Regions from separate parts of the Mus musculus genome. Here regions 2, 3, 4 and 5 are each linked to region 1. Evidence: chromatin contacts called from public HiChIP or PLAC-seq and promoter capture Hi-C data. All regions are on one chromosome and are shown on one strand. The core of a region is the stretch at or near the end of the contact, and the rest is flanking DNA. Distances in the headings are between cores, read along the strand shown. Region 1 holds the start of Olfm2 (olfactomedin 2). Region 2 holds the start of Shfl (shiftless antiviral inhibitor of ribosomal frameshifting). Region 3 holds the start of Ppan (peter pan homolog). Region 4 holds the start of Zfp266 (zinc finger protein 266). Region 5 holds the start of Zfp426 (zinc finger protein 426).

Region 1 (3,418 bases), core at 319-2,818:
CACTCAGGCACACAGGTCTTGCACAATCTACTCTTCCTTAGTCTCCACCCACCCCCTTCTGATACCTATTTGTACTTTCCTTCTTTTGTTTCCTATGTCACTCAAATTTCTTTTTACACTTATTTAAAGTGCTAACGTGGTGGGATGGGTGGCCGTATGGCCACAGCCTTCAAGTGGAGGTCAGAGGACACTTTGGGGGACACTTTCCTCTTCAGAGATCCAGCTCAGGTTACCAGGCTCTGTGGTAAGCACTTTTACACACTCAGCCATTGCTTCCCCCCACCCCCAGACCTCCCCAGCCCTTCCTCAAGTCCTGTCTGTCTCCATAACGCGGTGTTCTTGAGTTGAGCGGCAGGCTACCTCTGGCTTCTTACACATACCTGACCCATCAGGCCCCCAGAACCACTTTACAGATGAGGAAACTGAGACAGACCGGAACAACTATTGCTGGAGGTCAGGTAGGGGCTGAACCTGCTTCTCAGTGGAGTTCAGACAGTTCAGGACCCCCAGCACTTCGAGGTTGGGAGCTTCCGGCTCCGTAAGCGGCCAGCGAGGTAAAGGCCTGAGTCATCGCCGCCTCCAGACGGCGGCGGCCGCCGGCCGAGGGCGACGGCGGCGGCGGCGGCGGCGGGAGGTGATGCGGGGACGCCAGGAGGGGGCGAGAGTGCGAAACCGAAGAGAGGCGACCGCGCGGGTGCTCCTCGCCCGGCCCTGCCGCCTGCTGCGTTTTCCAGCCTCCCTCACCAGGGCACCAGCCCAGTGCAGGTCCCTGGGGGCTGGAGGAGACCCGAGGTCTTAGTTCCCCGCCTCCCACCCCAAGTTCAAGTTGTGAGTCAAACCGTGCGTTGGGACCTGTCTGCAAAAAGAACTGTCTGGGTTCACGACAGTCCCGGGTGGCACCGCCGCCCTCGGATGCGCAGGGGAAAGCATCTCGCTTCCCAGGTCACCCACACTCCAGAGTCTGTACCGGCCACCCTGGGCTTTCCTGGTCTGGAATCCACAGAGGGATCCCCTTCAGAATGATCTGGGGACCAGGAAAGCCAGGAGAAAAGAGTCTCGGAGCTCGGGAGAGCACCGAAGTCCGTCCCGCACTGCTCTCTGTGCGTTGCGGGCTCGGGACCGGGCTCTGCACCCGACCGATCAGGTGGGTGGAGACACCCGACCTCCACCCCCTGTCAGTTTTGGGTGGAAGGTGTGGGCTGGATTTTTTCGCCCTGAAACGTAGGGGTTTTGGAGAGGGGGTGTTGCGTGCTGGGGAGCCCTGGGATCACCACTAAGCTACCGAGGGGACTCGAGCGAGGATGGAGGATTTGGCTGGGGGGGCGGGGCCGGGGATGCCGCGGCGGCGGGGATGGGGGGAGGTGGCGAGGGTGTTGCTGGCAGGGGATGTCCCCACTTCTGCAGGTGGGAGAAGGTCCGCCAGAGGCTCTGCGGGGAAGTGGGGGTCGGAGTGGGTGCACTCCCATTCTCCCCCCAGCCCTGCTGGCTCTAGGGCCGGAGCCGTGACGTCACGGCGGCTGGAAGTGCCCGGCGGTGGCGCGGGAGGGGGTGGCCGAGCCGGCGCCTTATAAAGCTGAGCCCGCGAGGCGCGCGGAGCCGCAGCCGAGCGCGTCCCCAGTGTCACCCCATCCCACCGGCCACCGCCCCCTTGGACCTGGTCATCTCGCCATCGGGATCCCCCACCCCTCCACCCCACTGGGGTGGGTAAGCGACAGCTTGAGTGCCGAGCAAAAGGGACTGAACACCTGCTTTTTTGGGGTGGTGGCGCGGGGCATGAGGCGAGGGGCGCGATGTCGGTGCCGCTGCTCAAGATCGGGGCGGTGCTGAGCACCATGGCCATGGTCACTAACTGGATGTCGCAGACGCTGCCCTCGCTCGTGGGACTCAACAGCACCGTGTCCCGTGCGGGCTCTTCGGAGAAAATCGTGAGTGGCCAGCCGGCTGGGGGGCGCTCCGGCTTGGGGGGGCGTGGTGCCCGCAGACCCCACGGCAGCTCCTGGGAAAGGGACCCTCACAGCCCCAAAGTGACAGAATCTCGGGTTCAGGCGGGAATGTCATCTCGAGGGGACGTGGTCTCTTGGGGGTCCCGGGCTGGACCCCGAGGCACAAGGGAGCCCCGCGCCCGGCATAGCTCTGGGTTTGATGATTGCATTTGCTGGGCTAGAGTCCTCTCTGAGGGGACCTGCTAGTGCCACTGGGGTACCAAGCTGGCTCCAGCCCCAGGCGGAGGCGGCAGGGCTGCGGAATTGAACCAGATCCCGGCAGAGTGGGGCGGAGCTGGGCGGTTTGGGGGAGCCAAGAGGGTGTTCTTCTATGTTGGAGTGATTAGGGGACATCTCGAAGTCTCCATATGTCTTCAGCCTGTGGGACTCTGTCTAAGTGTCACTGAGTACTGTTCTCCCTCCCCTTCCCTGCGTCTCTCCCCCCTCCCTTCTATTTCCGTCTTTCTTTCTGACTTAGTGTGTCTTTTTTCTTTTTCTTTTTCTGCCTGGCTCTCTCTTTCCCCTGCACCTGGTACCAGCGTCTTCGTTCCCAGGATTTGTCTCCTGGAGTACTGACTATTGATCTCCCTAACTCCTCACCTTTGGAGATGGGGGGAGGGTGCGCGCAGGCTCGAACCTAGACAGAAGCTCCTCAGCCCCCCATTCTGTTCTATCATCCCCCTTCTCTCCCCTGCTGGTAGTTCACAGGGATGGAGAGGGACACACTCAGTCTTTTTAATCATGGTGGCTCTGTCTTGTTGACAGGGAAAGAAAGATGCTCTTCTATTGAAAACTTCCCTCATGCCCTGTTCCTGTCCCTATGGAAGCCCCTCTGATCTTCAGTCTGTTTGTGCGACTCCCCTCAATTCCATCCATCTGACTCCCTCACTATTCCCCTTTCATATTGTTACAATCTGGACAGACCCTTATGCATCCAGAATAACCCCTCTCCTCCTGGCCAAAAAAAGACTTTGCTCTCAAAAGCTACAGCTGTGGAGTGTGAAGGGGTGGGGGCAGCAGCTCTTTGAGTCCAGGGCAGGGCCCAGCCCTGGGGCCAGGGGACATATGGCACTTGACACAAACAGCAAGCTTTCAGACCAGCTCCTCAGACTTGCAGTTCTTTGAAATATGGTGTCTTTTTGTGTGTCTGTGACATCAAGTGTCATTGTTTAGGTATGTCTTGTTGTGTCTGTCTGAGCCTGTGGTTTGGGGGTTTGGGGTGGGCGGTGAAGAGAAACTTTAGTGTGTCTCTGACATAAGGGTGTAGGTATATTCTCCCAGTGTGGGTGTGTCCCTGTGTGATTGTTTTTGGATGGACATATGTCTGACTGTGTCTGCAGTTGTTTATCCCTGACTGTGGGTGTGGATTCATTATGTGACATGAGTTTGAGTGTACAGGTGTAACAGAGCCTTCTGAGTGTTGCTGTCACAGTGGG
Region 2 (3,159 bases), core at 596-3,095, 140 kb before region 1:
TAATTGGCTGCTCAGTTGCTCCCTGATGAGGGATGGCGGTCTTCACAGAGGGGCCTCTCAGAGCCCAGGCTTCGTTCCAAGTGGCTAGAGTCTGATTCCCTGAAGTCAACTGCTGGTCTCTGGAACCTGGTGAGTGTCGTGTCCCCGGGCTGGGTTCCTGTGCAATTGGATTGCCTCCTGGGACCCTGAGGAGGGGTAGGACATGAACCAAGGCCTGGAGATCTGCCTCACTCGTGCTCTCCATGAAGGCGACTTCCTGCTATTATTATTATTATCTTATCATATTGTTTATAGACCTAAAGCAAAAGAATATCATTGGTAGGATTCTTTTAGATGCCCAGCAAGGTGGTACACGCCTTGATCCCCTGCTCTTGGTAAGCAGAGGCAAGTGGATCTCTGTGAGTTCAAAGCCAGCCTGGCCTATCTAGTGAATTTCAGGGAAGTCCAGGGCTGAGCTATGTAAAGACTCTGTCTTACACAAAACAAAAACTCTGCTATGTCTTTCAAGCAAACAGAAGCCGAGGAGCAAAACAACCATATTGCCTTGATTCCTTCATCCCTCCTGTCCAGGCGTCTTTCTTCCCAGGATCTGCCCAGCTCAGACTTTCTTCTTATGCAAGAAAGGGTTGCCTTGAGTTTTCTTCGACATTCAGTCTCCTTATCCTACTGTCCTGTCTCTTCCATTTGAGGTAATCAGCATGTAATGAGCACCTACTGTTTGAAGGCTGCTTGAGAAAGGAAAGGACCCTAGATGGTAAGGGGAGCACTCACTGATTGTTCCTTCTGACAAGAGAATGGGAATCCCCCTTCCTTTGGGGACAGGGGGAGGTTACCTGAGCGTCCAGGTCGTTGCTCAGCTCCTGTCCGTCTTTCTGCTTGACACCTAGTGGGAGAACATGGGAGGGGCTCTTGAAGGGTGTAGGAGTTCCAGGCGGTGGAGAGCCTCCGGTTAAACGGAGCCAGGGTCGCTAAAGCGCTACAGCAATTCTGAAACCACACCCACTCAGTGTCCCCCCCACCAGGGCTGACTCACCATACACGATAGAGCGCCCAACTCCGGTGTGGTCGCTGCCAAACTTCCTCATAAGAGCCCCTGCCTTCTTGGGGGACACTTTCCCATGAAACTTCTCCCGGAGGCGCCTGACGCTCTTCTCCAACTAGGATAGAGGGGGGATAAGCTCTGATGTCGCCGGCGACGGGGAGCAGCCCCCGCACCTTCATTCTCCTGAACTTGACCCTGGCTTCTGGCCTCCGCATCCCCATCCCCCCCCCCCTTTAAGCCATTTCCTGGAAAAATCCGAAGTTCTCCAGGCATTGGGGGATGGTGGAGACTGCGGCGCGTCCCAGCCTCCCCGGTGCGAATTTGGGGTCTGGCGGTGTGTGTGTGTGTGTGTGTGTGTGTGGCGGGATGCAGGCCAGGTTACCCCCTTTCCTTCTGACCTCTGACCCTACAGCCCCACTGTGCCCAGGGATAGAGGAGGGAAACAGCCCAGGGGGCAGGGGTGTTCCCGGGAGCCCTTTCCGCGCCGCCGGTGGCGCGGCTGTCCTACCTCCACGCCATCCTGAGCCATGGTGGCCGGAGCACACCTGGCTGCGCCTGGGTCCGGGCCTCGCAAGCCTGGGTGGCGTCGCCGCAGCTCCGCCTCCCTCGGGCCCCTCTTTCAGTTTCGTTTCTACGTAAAGCTGGGGACCCTGAGGAGACCCCGCGCAGGCCTTGCGGCCACGCGTCTGCTCACGCGCCCTGTAGTGCTCCCGGGTGGTGCTCCCGGGCCTCCGAGCGCGCCTCACCGCGTCCTGCGCAGCAGCGCGGCCTCTGCAGTCGGTCACATGTCCCCACGCTGCGCGGGGTCCGCGTCTTCACGTCCCCCTTGGGGGCGGAGCCGCACCACAGTTCGGTGCTCCCTCGCTGCTCCTCCTATGCAGAACCCGAAGCGTCTTCGGACCACCGTGGCGTTTTGCTATGCTCAGCAGTTCTAACTCCCACGGCTTCTCTCTCTAATTCCCACACTCTCAGCCTCAGTTTCCTCCTCTGTAAAATGGGCATGCAAGATAGGCATGGTGACACACACCTGTCACTCCAGCAGTTGGAAGGTGGATGCAAAAAGATCAGGAGTTCAAGGATGTCCTAGACTATGTGTGACCCAGTTTCAAAAAAGAAAAAAAGAAAAAGGGGGGGGGGGAGGGGAACATCCTAGGACAAAATGAAATGAAAGATTTTTTATTTTTTTTATTATTTTTTTTTTAGCAAGTTTTACAGACTTCTCCAGAGAATGGGCCCCAGAATCTAAGAGGCCTGGGCTTTTTCACCCCGTTTAAATACCTTCTTCCCAGTGAACCTCTGCCTTGCCCCTTTCGGTACAGAGCTTGGGTCTCACTATGATCCAGGAGCACAGAAATCTTTGCTGGGTGATCTGGCTCCCACCACCACCAAAGGTGGATGCCACAGGTGCAGATAAGGTGGTTTAACAGTGAACCGGAGACCAAAGCCAGAGAGGGGGAAATGGAAACTGATCTACCCTCCCCTTCAGCCTCTTTCCCAGGCCCCATAGTTTCAATGGTGGCCCTTATGGTCCAGGTTACTCTGGAACTTTCTATGTAGCTGAGGATGACTTTGAACTCACCATCCTCCTGCTTCCACCTTCTGAATGCTGGGGGTCTCATTGTATAGCCGTGGCTGTCCTTAAACGTATGGTATGGTGGTCCTCCAGCCTTCGCTCTGTAGCACTGAGATTACAGCTGTGAGCCACCGTGTTTGGTTTTCCAGGGGGATTAATGTCACTTAGCACAATGTGGGACATAGATATTGCATCAGTCACCAGGTGACCTTTGAAGTGTCATGCTGGTTGGAAGCAGAGTAAAAATGTGAAGAAAAGCCAACTCCTGGCCCCTTACACCCTTGTAGACTTCTGGCTCCAAGGAATCCACATTGTAAATCTAAAGCCGAGAATCATGTGAGCATCGGGCCCTGGTCTCTACGCAAGCCTGAAAGGAACACCTCCAAATGGATAGTCATCAATAAGTTATATTGAAATACTATAGCTGTTATGGAAAGTGGGATAGAAGTTCCTCACAGAATACAATGAGCATAAGATCTGTCAACTATTGGGGAAAATGCCTGTAGGAAAGGAAACCAGCTTGTTAATGAGTGCCGGATACTTG
Region 3 (3,401 bases), core at 226-2,725, 160 kb before region 1:
GGAGCCGCATCAGCTTCTGCCAAAGAAAGGGTGGGTGAGGGTGCAGGGGTCTGGCTGGCGGGTGGGGCGAGAGAAGGGAAAGCCCTGCTCCTTCACTTCAGAGCGTTTACTTTGAAGCCAGCATCACAAGAGCTCAGGGCAATGGGCTCATCATCAGACAGGAGCAGCTGGGGCTCAGGGAGGGAAAGGGACGGTGTGGCGCGCACTCACCAAGTATACACTGTTATCTGTTTTGGTCAAAATAAGGAAGTGTGTGACCCCCAGGGGGCCAGCCACTGCCACACAGTCCTTCAGGGAGTTCTTCTTTCGAACCTGATAAATGGAGAAAGAAACGGACACAAGGGGCTGGTGAGATGGCTCAGTGGGTAAGAGCACCCGACTGTTCTTCCGAAGGTCCAGAGTTCAAATCCCAGCAACCACATGGTGGCTCACAACCATCTGTAATGAGACCTGAGACCCTCTTCTGGAGTGTCTGAAGACAGCTACAGTGTACTTACATATAATAAATAAATAAATCTTTAAAAAAAAAAAAAAGAAACGGACACAAACATTGAGAGAAGACGTTTAAACGATTATTCTGAGATGGTATTTCTGACCACACACTCCTTTCTGGAGGTATTGGGGTTTTACCTGTACCCCTAAACTATTGCCCCAGCACTCAAAAATACTCTTTAAAAAGTATTTTTTACAAGCCTGTTGGGAGGGACGCAAAGATGGAGGTCAGAGGACTTCAGGAGCTGTTTCACCCCCTCCACTACGTGGGGCACAGGAATTGAACTACAGTTTAACAGCAAGCCCCCTTTCCCACTGAGTCACCTAGCGATTGCCCCCAAAGTATGACTTTCCGTTTTTTACACAAGACCTCACTATGTAACCACAGATGGTCTCTATGGTGATCTTCCCCCTCGATTCTATTCCCGATTTCGCCTGCACACCATTAAGCCTGGGTCAGAGGTGCTGGGGATTCAGCCAAGCCCTCCCACATGGAAGGCAGGCGCTCAGCTTCTGGCCCCAAGTCCTCGCCAAGATGCCGAGCCCCGAACCTGGAGCTGAAGGGCTGAGGGATACAGACCTGCAGGCGGGTAGCGGTGAGAGGTTCCATGACCCGCCGCACATCCAGGCTGAGCTGCCGGACATTGCGACCCGCTCGGCCTCGCGTGAACACGAACGAGTGCGGCTGTGCAGCGTAGGACTCGAGGTTGCGGAGCTGCGCCTGGGCGCGATTGCGCTTCTGATGTCGGGACTGCGGGGACGACAGGCAGGCGGTGAGCGCCCAAGCTTCGGCCGCGACCCCACCAGTGCCCCATGCCCGCCCAGGCCGCCGCGCCTCACCCGCCCGGACTGCCCCATGCTGCCTGCTTCCCCACGAGGCAGCCTCTGTATTCGCTTCCGGCGCACACCGCTCACTTCCGTGCAGGAGACGCAAAGAGGACGGACTTTACGTGGCCAACTTCCGGTGCCACGCGGCTCGTAACTCTTCCCACTTCCTGCGTGCCGGCCAGTGACGTCATCCAACGGTCCTTGGCTCCGGACGGCTTAAAGGACCGAGAATCCTTTCCAGGGGTCTTTATAAAGATGCCGTGGTCCTTTTTGCACAAAAGAGAGGGGCCTCACAATTATTTGAGGGTTCGAGTCCCTATCCTGAACGTTTCGGCAAGCGTACTGCCCCCTTTGTTTGGCCTTTCAGTTTTTTATTCTGAAACAGGATCTCACGCAGCCCACGCTGGCCTGCAACTAACAGAGATCCGCGTGCGTACACTGAGCGCTGGGATTAGAGGCATGTGCCACCCTTCCTGGCTGACTAAACTCACACAGATCCGTGGGCCCGTATCTTCCAAGGACAGGAACTAAAGACTTGTACCACCATGTCCACCCCCTCTCCAAATAGATTGTATTTATTTATTTATTTTTAAATATTTTTTATTACATATTTTCCTCAGTTACATTTCCAATGCTATCCCAAAAGTCCCCCATACCCTCCCCCCCACTTCCCTACCCACCCATTCCCATTTTTTTTTTTTTTTTGGCCCTGGCGTTCCCCTGTACTGGGGCATATACAGTTTGCGTGTCCAATGGGCCTCTCTTTCCAGTGATGGCCGACTAGGCCAATCTGTGGTGGTGCATATGAGGAGATCAGAGGGTCATTTTTAAGAGTTGGTTCTCAGGCTGAAGAGATGGTTCAACGGTTAAGAGCACTGACTGCTCTTCCGAAAGCCCTGAGCTCAAATCCCAGCAACCCCAAGGTGGCTCCCAACCATAATGAGTTCTGACGCCCTCTTCCGGTGTTTCTGAAGACAGTTACAGTGTACTTACATATAATAAATAACTCTTTAAAAAAAGAGTTGGTTCTTTCCTTTTGCCATATGAGGCCTGGAGATGGAGTTCAGATCCTCAGACTTGGTGGTAGGTGTCTCTACTCAACTAAGTCATCTTGCCAGACCTCTAAAATGTTTTAAAATATAATTGTGTTATGCTCATGGGTATTTTGCATGCACAGATGTTTGTGTGTCACTTCTGAAAAAGGAGCTGGAGTTACAGATGGTTGTGAGTTGCCATGTGGGTGCTAGGGATTGAACCTGGGTCCTCTGTAAGAGCAGCTAGTGCTCTTAACCCTGAGCTAGCTCTCCAGGCAATTTTATCGGCCAGTGACGTCAGCTTACCAGTATTGGATTCCCTTATGTTTTTCATTCATCTTTAGTTTGACTCCTTCATTTTCTCTTTCTTCCTTGCATCTATTTCCTTCCTTTGTTCCTGCCCCCACTTCTCTCTCGCTCATTCTTCTGCTAGTCCCATCTGTTGTATCTTAACAGCCATTCCTCTATTCTGAGGCCCTTAACATACCCCCAACTAAGTATCCTGGCACCCTGCCTTCTGTGAATAAAGATGCAGTCCTGATCCTGGGCACAGTGGTCCCTGACACTTGGGGCTCACGCAGTTGTCTGTCAGATCCTGAGGGCCATCTTTGCTCCCCAAAATCCTGTCTGCAGATGGGCAGAAGTGTGGAAACTTCCTCTGGAAGGCAAGCACTCTGAATCTTTCAAACCTTCCTCTCTCCCTTTAACCCCACCCCCCACCCCCATCTCAATTGCAGAACCTTGGGCTCTTCCCAAAAGTCCTTCAGTGAAGGGAAGAGCATTCACCCCAAGGCTTAGCATCTTATGTCCCTTTTAGGATCTCCCTCTGCACCTCCTATTTTGCCTTCCCACCCCATCTGGCTTCCTATTTTTTTTTAAAGAATTATTTTATGTATATGAGTACATTGTAACTGTCTTCAGACATACCAGAGGAGGGCATCAGATCCCATTACAGATGGTTGTGAGCCACCATGTAGACGTTGGGAATTGAACTCAGGACCTCTGGAAGGACAGTCAGTGCTCTTAACCACTGAGCCATCTGGCTTC
Region 4 (3,441 bases), core at 206-2,705, 210 kb after region 1:
AATTTAATGCCTTTATTTCTATTTATTATTATTATTGATGTATGGGTGCTTTTCCTGCATGTATGTCTGGGCATTGCATGCTTGTCTCATGTCCATGGAGAACAAAAGAGGTATCAGGTATACTGGAAAAGGAGTTACAGACACTTGTAGGCTGCCATATGCGTACTGGGAACTGAACCAGGGTCCTTTGGAAGAGCAACAAAGGTTCTTAACCACTGAGCAATCTCTCCAGACCAACTTCTCCATTTCTTTAAAACATCTTTTGATCTCCCATTCATGGTCCCCTTTCTAGGTTCATGTCTTATATTCACAGTCACAGCCATATGAGACACACACACACACACACACACACACACACACACACACACACACAAAGCTAGTATCCATATAGGATCCATGTGAAACTATGAAGTAGTTTATAACTCTTTCTGGCCTTGAACTCACAGAGATCCACTTGTGTTTGCCTCCTGAGGGCTGTTAAAGGTGCATATCACTATGCCTGACCTAGTTTTACTCTGAATTATTCCAAAAATAGAAAACACCCAAGCTGTTAAACTGTCTCTAAAAATTAAGTCGTTTGGGCCAAAAAGCTGGCTCAGTGGGTGAAAGAGAAGCTGACTTCCATTGCTGAAACCCATGGTGATAACGGACGCCTGAAAGTTGTCCCCTGACCTCCATACATTGCCATGTACATGCCTGCTTACTCTGTTAAACCATGCACACACATACACACACCCCATTATCACGAAAAATCAGGAAAAGATGTTAGGAACTAAGCATTTTGGATACAGGGTTTCATGTATCCCAGACAGACTGGCCTTGAATTTACTATGTAGCCAAGGATGGCCTTGAACTTTGTCTTCTTCTCCCAAGCACCACTAGTACCATCTACGGTACTGGCGATGGATCCCAGGGCTTCGTGATGCTAGTCCGGGCTCTACTAACAGCCCTGGGTGGTGAAAACGTGATGGAATCAAGGACTGAGGTGTTAGCAGAGTCCAGAGACACACAAAGACAGGTCGACATAAAGGTGTCTGGAGACAGCACTAACTGAATGGACCAAACGGATCATTTTTCCTGGGTTGGCAGATTGTGCAACATGGCTAAGGGCATCGCGAGCGTGAGGGAGAGGCGGGAGAGAAAAGCTTTTGTCAGCAGCATCTCCACCGGGGCGTCCCCACACCCATCCTCGCCCCACCGGTCCGCCATCAACCGAGGCGCACCCCGGCCTGGTCCCGCCTCTCGCCCCGCCCCCGCACTGCTCCCCCTTCAAGGTCTCGCTTCTGATCTCGACCTCTCGGCTCTTTTCCTGTCTCAACGCCCCTTATGAACCCACCCGAAAAAGGGTGCAACTGTCGGGACGCTGGAACAAACAAGTTTTTCTCTCCAGCTTGGAGAGCTCCAACGTGGCTGAGAACTCCGAGCCGGAAATGGAAGTGACGTCACGGCCAGCCCCCCCTTTTCTCCGAGCTCTGAGTCCTTCTCGGCGTTTGTCCGAGGGCTCTCCACGCAGCGCTCGGTGAGGATTCGGTGAGGAGCTGCGGGGGCGGCGCGGGGAGGGCGAGGACTCGGTAGGCCTGTGCGGGGAGGCGGGCCGAGCTCTGCTCGCGGGGTCCCGCGGCTTCCCGGGCTCTGCAGCCTTCCCGGGTGCCGCGGCCCGAGTGCGCATCCCGACTCAGCCCTGAGCTGTTTGCACCCACCTTTCTTCTAAAGCCGGTGTAAAGTAACCTTCGTGGAATTATTTTCCTCCCCAGAAAGAATAGACTTTTCGCCATTGGTATCACATTGAGACGCTGCATTTTCCATTCTTGGACCGGGCGATTCTGTTTGGGGGAGCCGAGCTTTGGCTGAAAGGTGGGTGAGGGCAGCCTTTTCCTCTTGTTTTTCTTTTTGTGTGTGTATGGAAAGGAATGCTTTATCCGATTATTTCGCTTTCGTGGGACCTATGTTTACCTGAGACACATTGCATTCTGATTTTTTTAAAAAGGCAACTTCGTTGTAGACTTTCGCAGAGTGCATTTATCTGTATATAAATATAAACGTACAAAGACCCGGGTCTTTGTGTTGAAGAAAAGTAAGGATAACAAGTTACTCTTGATTTGATGCTGGGGCCGCAACTCAGAGCCTCATGATGCTAAGCACTCTCCTGCTGAGCTACACCCTAGCCCAAATAGTTAGCTATTGTCTGAATGTTGTAGGCCTGTGCCTCCTTGCAGACTTTAAAAAATGGAGGCTTTGTTAGGTTAGTACTGATTAAACTGGTTGGTTTTTCAAGGAAAATTAAAATACAGTTTATGTTGAACTATTTGAGAATAGGTTGGGAATTTCAGGCATGATTTTTTTACATAACGGGGTAATACATTTTCTAAAAAAAAAAAAAAAGAAGATACTGACCCAGTAAGACCGTAAATACTGATCTTTCAGCCAAGATAATAAAAAATTAATATTATCTAATATCTTCTTTGTGTGAAATCAGAATTCTTCATTGTTATAAGTTTTTGGGTGTTTTTGCATCTAAGATCTTTTCAAAGTTTCTTTGTTTTTCTAATAGTGGGAATTGAATCTAGGGCTTTGTGCATGTTTAGTAAGCTCTCTTACTGAGCTATAAACCAAGACCTCTTTAAGGCATTTTTGCTGTTATTTAATCTATTTTAAGTTGTTATCTGTTTATGTGTGGGGTGTGGGTTTCTGCCTTGAGTGCAGTGCCCCTGGATGTCACAAAGGGCCTTGGCTCCCTACAGCTGCGTTACAGGAGGTTGTGAGCCACCTGGTGCGGTGCCGGTGTGGTGCTGGGAACCAGATCTCTGGTTCTGGAAGAGCCGTATGTACTTTTAACTAAGTCTTCAACCCCCATTTTAAGGTTCTTATATTGAAATTTTCAGATACCTTTTTAGGATCTTTGAACCTAGGGTAGGTCATGTTGTTTGTTATAGTAACTTTTTAAGGAGGTATGCATTTTCGCATTTCGATGGTTTGTTTCTGTTGGCATTTTTCTCCATTTAAATTTTTTTCTCCATTTTTGATTTTTTTTCACTGTAGACTAACTGATGCTTGGATTTCTGAGTGAAGTGGTATATAGCTCTTGCCTAGAATGTGTGAGGCCCTGGGTTTCAGCTTCAGCACACCAGTGAAGGGAGGTAGTGACAAAAATCTAGCTTAAGCCTGTTCTTACAGTCCTGAATAACTGTATTACCAATTGATGAGAGCTTTGGAAGTTCATACAGTCTACTGAGTTTTTGAGTTAATACACCTTTGTTATATGAGAGTACACAAAGGTAAGGTGTGTGTGTGTGTGTGTGAGAGAGAGAGAGAGAGAGAGAGAGAGAGAGAGAGACAGAGACAGAGACAGAGACAGAGACTGAGACAGAGTCTAGGTGGCGAACCTGGGGCCTTGGACATGGTAAATAAGTGCTCTGTCACTGAGCTATATCCACAGCCTTT
Region 5 (3,258 bases), core at 513-3,012, 230 kb after region 1:
ACTGGCTAGTTTTGTGTCAACTTGACACAGGCTGGAGTTATCACAGAGAAAGGAGCTTCAGTTGGGGAAATGCCTCCATGAGATCCACTTGTAAGGCATTTTCTCAATTAGTGATCAAGGGGGAAAGGCCCCTTGTGGGTGGTGCCATCTCTGGGCTGATAGTCTTGGGTTCTATAAGAAAGCAAGCTGAGCAAGCCAGTGGAAGCAAGCCAGTAAGAAACATCCCTCCATGGCCTCTGCATCAGCTCCTGCTTCCTGACCTGCTTGAGTTCCAGTCCAGTGTGGAATTGTAAGCTGAAACCCTTCCCTCCCCAACTTGCTTCTTGGTCATGATGTTTGTGCAGGAATAGAAACCCTGACACTAAGACAAGCAGTTAGTGCTCTTAACCGCTGAACCATCTCTCCAGCCCACACCCCAGTTCCTTTCTTTAAAAAAAATTTTTTTTTTTTTTTGCCAGCTGGGCAACATGACCCTGGGTCAGATCTATTTGAAAAGAACAACACTGGTGTACTTAAATAATCTTGGCAATATTTTTGTGTAAATAACCCATCTGACCAAGTGGCTAGACTTGTAGTCTCCTGTCTCTTAAATTGTTCAAAGTCTAATCAGGGGCTGGGACCTAGAGGTTTTAAGGATGAGTGTGTGTAAAATGCCTAACTCTAAGGTATATATAATTACATTTGAGGTCAACTCATATTTGGCCATGTGCTTTAGTAAAGAGCTTTTCCTTGAGCTCTAAGTGTGCAGTAAGAAAGTCTGCCTTTTCACTGAGAAGTCATACTGGCATATTGTTTCTGAAGCAACGCAAGCCCCTGGTTGAGCAAGTTCATGGCAGAGAGGGTAAATGGGTCTCTTGACAAACTGATCTTGCATCCTGTAATAGATCAGGGCCATAAATGCTTTTACTTTCGTCAGAAAGTGATTATAGCTTCATTTCTCTTTGACTCGCATTGACCAACAGATGTCAGCAGAATTCAGCCTAGTAACATTACAGTTTTCAGCCTCTCAACTGTTGCGTGGTTAAACTGGCTCTTCATTCATGTTATTAGGGACCATCAGTAACCAGGAGTGTCGAATCTGAGTGACTGGGCATTTTTCCTGTGACTTGAGATGACAAAAACCCGGATTTGAGCTTACTGTTTGCTTAGGGCATTCAATAGAACCGGGGACTTGGGAAAACAGTTGCTGGGAAAGATGCAGATACGCGGTTAAGACGAGTTCAAGACCCACCCAGTAACTACTTCAGGATTCTCAGTCAGAAACCCAGTTATTTCCATTGGGCTCCTGAGGCTGGTGGAATGGGCTTAGGTAGGGTAAATCTGTTGAAGCACCCTTTATGGTCGCAGCCTACGAAATACAATTTCAACATCTTGAGAGGTCTAGATGATTACGGAAGCGAGACTGCCTTCTGTTTCCTACTGGACTAGGGTGCACTAGAAAGCAAGGGTTCTAAGAATGCAGCGATGGCAGGCAAAAAAATTTCCTGAGCGGACGCTGGGTACCCACAAGAAACCCTGTGGTTAAAGGACTTACTGGTCCTGGCACCACCGTTGCCCGGCTCACAGCCTGGATTCTAATTCTGTCTTGTCCTGGAGACCAGCGTCGGCCTCCAGCTCCCGCGGTGAAGCCCTTACAGCCCCTCCGCCCTGACACTGCGGAGAAACTAGAAATCTGACAGGAATTCAACCGAGGTAGACTCCCGGGCCTGGCTCTGCAGCAGACCGAGCGCGAGCGGAAGTGACGTCATGCCCGCGCCCGTCTCTTCCGGCTCTTATCTGCACTGAAGAGTTGCGGAGTTGCCTGGCATTCGTGAGTTCTGCGGTACAAGGACTACCTGGAGGCGGAGGGGGAGATAGAGAACGAGAGTGCAGAGCTCTGCTCCGCTTGCCACGGCGCCTCCGGGCGCGGCCAAGCCTGAGTCCTCTCTGGCTGTCAGTCGCCAGGCTGGGGAAGTGCCCAGAGGGCGGGCCTGGCGATGGCTGCGGCTACGATGCTGCTCTTCAAAAGCCGCCCAAGCAAATTCTGTGCGAAAGGCTCTTTTATTTTTCTCCTCAGAAATGAAATTTTGCCGGAGTAGTTGGAGTGATCAGCGCCATACACCTTGCGATTTCAGCGCCTCTGGTGAGCACTCAGTGAAAGGTCGCTTTTGGAAAAAGCCGTATTCCCTTTTAAAAAAATATTAGAGACGAATGTCGGGGTGAGAACTTAATTCATATTGTTAGATTGTACTTTATTTAGTGAGTGCGTGTTTTATTTTGACCATTAGTTTCAGATACAGAGACAAATTTCTTAGTTACTTCGAATGTACGTCTTTCTTGAGAGAATATAAACATTGGTAGACCTCCAGCCCATTCATAAAAACCTAGCGGGCAAGCCTTTACTCACGGCACACAGGTGGCAAAAGGATTTCTGTGAGTTCTTGGCTAGTCTGGTGTACAAAATGAGTTCCAGGCCAACCAGTGCTACGTGGTGAAATACTGTATTTATTAAAAAACAAACAAGCAAAAACCTAACAAACAATAATAGTGAGCTTTTTTCCACCTCCAAAGTTCCTAGGCCTGTGTTTGTTTCCTCATCCCTTTATCTCTCTGTGCTAGTGGTCCATTCAGGGCCTTGTGCGTGATACACATACTTTTCTCTTCGTTCTTAGATCTGTTCATCACTAAACTGCTTGGAGCTCACAGAAGAAATGTGGAAAGCTAGATTATTAAAAATCATAGAATTAACTATTAAGAAGATTGATAAATTAGTGTTCTCTCCCCAACAATCCCCCCCCCCCCATTTCTCTTTTTAAAAAAAACTTAGACGTACTAGCATATTTGATGGTCCAGTATCTGTTATGCTGCAGTCACCTCTTGCAGCAGTCCGTGTCTACTCTTTCCCCAGCAAGATATATTGTATGGTGACTTGTTTGCTAAGATGTAAACTGAAAATAAAGGGCAACATGGTAGCACATAGCAGTGATCTCAGGAGTTGGAGCAATAGGAACATGATTTCTTTTCTTTTCTTTCTTTCTTTTTTTAGATTTATTTATTTTATATATGTGACCACACTGTCACTGTCTTCAGACACACCAGAAGAGGGCATCAGATCTCATTGTAGATGGTTGTGAGCCACCATGTGGTTGCTGGGATATGAACTCAGGACCTCTGGAAAAGCAGCCAGTGCTCTTAACCACTGAGCCATCTCTCCAGCCCCAGAACATGATTTCTATGCCAGGATAGTTACATAGTTTCAGGCCAGTCCAGTCTGCATAG

The links. HiChIP or PLAC-seq counts read pairs in DNA pulled down with a chosen protein or histone mark. Capture Hi-C pulls out chosen DNA fragments and counts their contacts.
Region 2: an H3K4me3 HiChIP or PLAC-seq map of embryonic stem cells shows a contact between it and region 1, with 20 read pairs. The contact joins the promoter of Shfl here to the promoter of Olfm2 in region 1. A contact is called at or near these places in 17 of 39 promoter capture datasets (the 3T3-L1 cell line, 3T3-L1-derived adipocytes, the C10 cell line and 10 more), 6 of 484 Hi-C or Micro-C datasets (B cells, the C2C12 cell line, embryonic fibroblasts and 2 more), 13 of 115 datasets of contacts at active chromatin or transcription factors (the NIH/3T3 cell line, SST interneurons, VIP interneurons and 7 more) and 3 of 9 other capture datasets (adipose tissue, embryonic stem cells and pancreatic islet).
Region 3: an H3K4me3 HiChIP or PLAC-seq map of embryonic stem cells shows a contact between it and region 1, with 17 read pairs. The contact joins the promoter of Ppan here to the promoter of Olfm2 in region 1. A contact is called at or near these places in 3 of 39 promoter capture datasets (embryonic stem cells, neural stem cells and stem cell-derived epiblast-like cells), 10 of 484 Hi-C or Micro-C datasets (adipose-derived mesenchymal stem cells, cortical neurons, embryonic fibroblasts and 3 more), 9 of 115 datasets of contacts at active chromatin or transcription factors (the NIH/3T3 cell line, astrocytes, embryonic stem cells and 4 more) and 2 of 9 other capture datasets (adipose tissue and embryonic stem cells).
Region 4: a promoter capture Hi-C map of liver shows a contact between it and region 1. The contact joins the promoter of Zfp266 here to the promoter of Olfm2 in region 1. A contact is called at or near these places in 5 of 39 promoter capture datasets (cranial neural crest, embryonic stem cells, hippocampal neurons and 2 more), 2 of 484 Hi-C or Micro-C datasets (embryonic stem cells and nephron progenitors), 6 of 115 datasets of contacts at active chromatin or transcription factors (double positive thymocytes, effector CD8 T cells, embryonic stem cells and 1 more) and 1 of 9 other capture datasets (liver).
Region 5: a promoter capture Hi-C map of liver shows a contact between it and region 1. The contact joins the promoter of Zfp426 here to the promoter of Olfm2 in region 1. A contact is called at or near these places in 4 of 39 promoter capture datasets (the 3T3-L1 cell line, the C10 cell line, embryonic stem cells and 1 more), 1 of 484 Hi-C or Micro-C datasets (liver), 6 of 115 datasets of contacts at active chromatin or transcription factors (acute myeloid leukemia, embryonic midbrain, embryonic stem cells and 2 more) and 2 of 9 other capture datasets (adipose tissue and liver).

Annotation. Positions count from the first base shown.
Region 1 is chr9:20,725,153-20,728,570 of GRCm38.p6, reverse strand. Olfm2 (olfactomedin 2) reads left to right here and starts at 1,568. Exons shown (of 6, transcript NM_001357635.1): 1 at 1,568-1,925. The coding sequence starts at 1,791. Gm39299 (a long non-coding RNA gene) reads right to left here and starts at 922. Exons shown (of 4, transcript XR_003948292.1): 1 at 381-922.
Region 2 is chr9:20,867,328-20,870,486 of GRCm38.p6, reverse strand. It overlaps Shfl (shiftless antiviral inhibitor of ribosomal frameshifting), which reads right to left and starts at 1,845. Exons shown (of 8, transcript NM_175687.2): 1 at 1,551-1,845; 2 at 1,034-1,157; 3 at 834-883. The coding sequence starts at 1,571.
Region 3 is chr9:20,886,249-20,889,649 of GRCm38.p6, reverse strand. It overlaps Ppan (peter pan homolog), which reads right to left and starts at 1,475. Exons shown (of 11, transcript NM_145610.2): 1 at 1,333-1,475; 2 at 1,073-1,243; 3 at 211-312; 4 at 1-16. The coding sequence starts at 1,350. It overlaps LOC115487308 (a small nucleolar RNA gene), which reads right to left and starts at 166; the gene lies at 82-166.
Region 4 is chr9:20,519,433-20,522,873 of GRCm38.p6, reverse strand. Zfp266 (zinc finger protein 266) reads left to right here and starts at 1,455. Exons shown (of 9, transcript NM_001082485.1): 1 at 1,455-1,530; 2 at 1,755-1,854.
Region 5 is chr9:20,491,250-20,494,507 of GRCm38.p6, reverse strand. It overlaps Zfp426 (zinc finger protein 426), which reads left to right and starts at 1,762. Exons shown (of 9, transcript NM_001110309.1): 1 at 1,762-1,810; 2 at 2,057-2,122.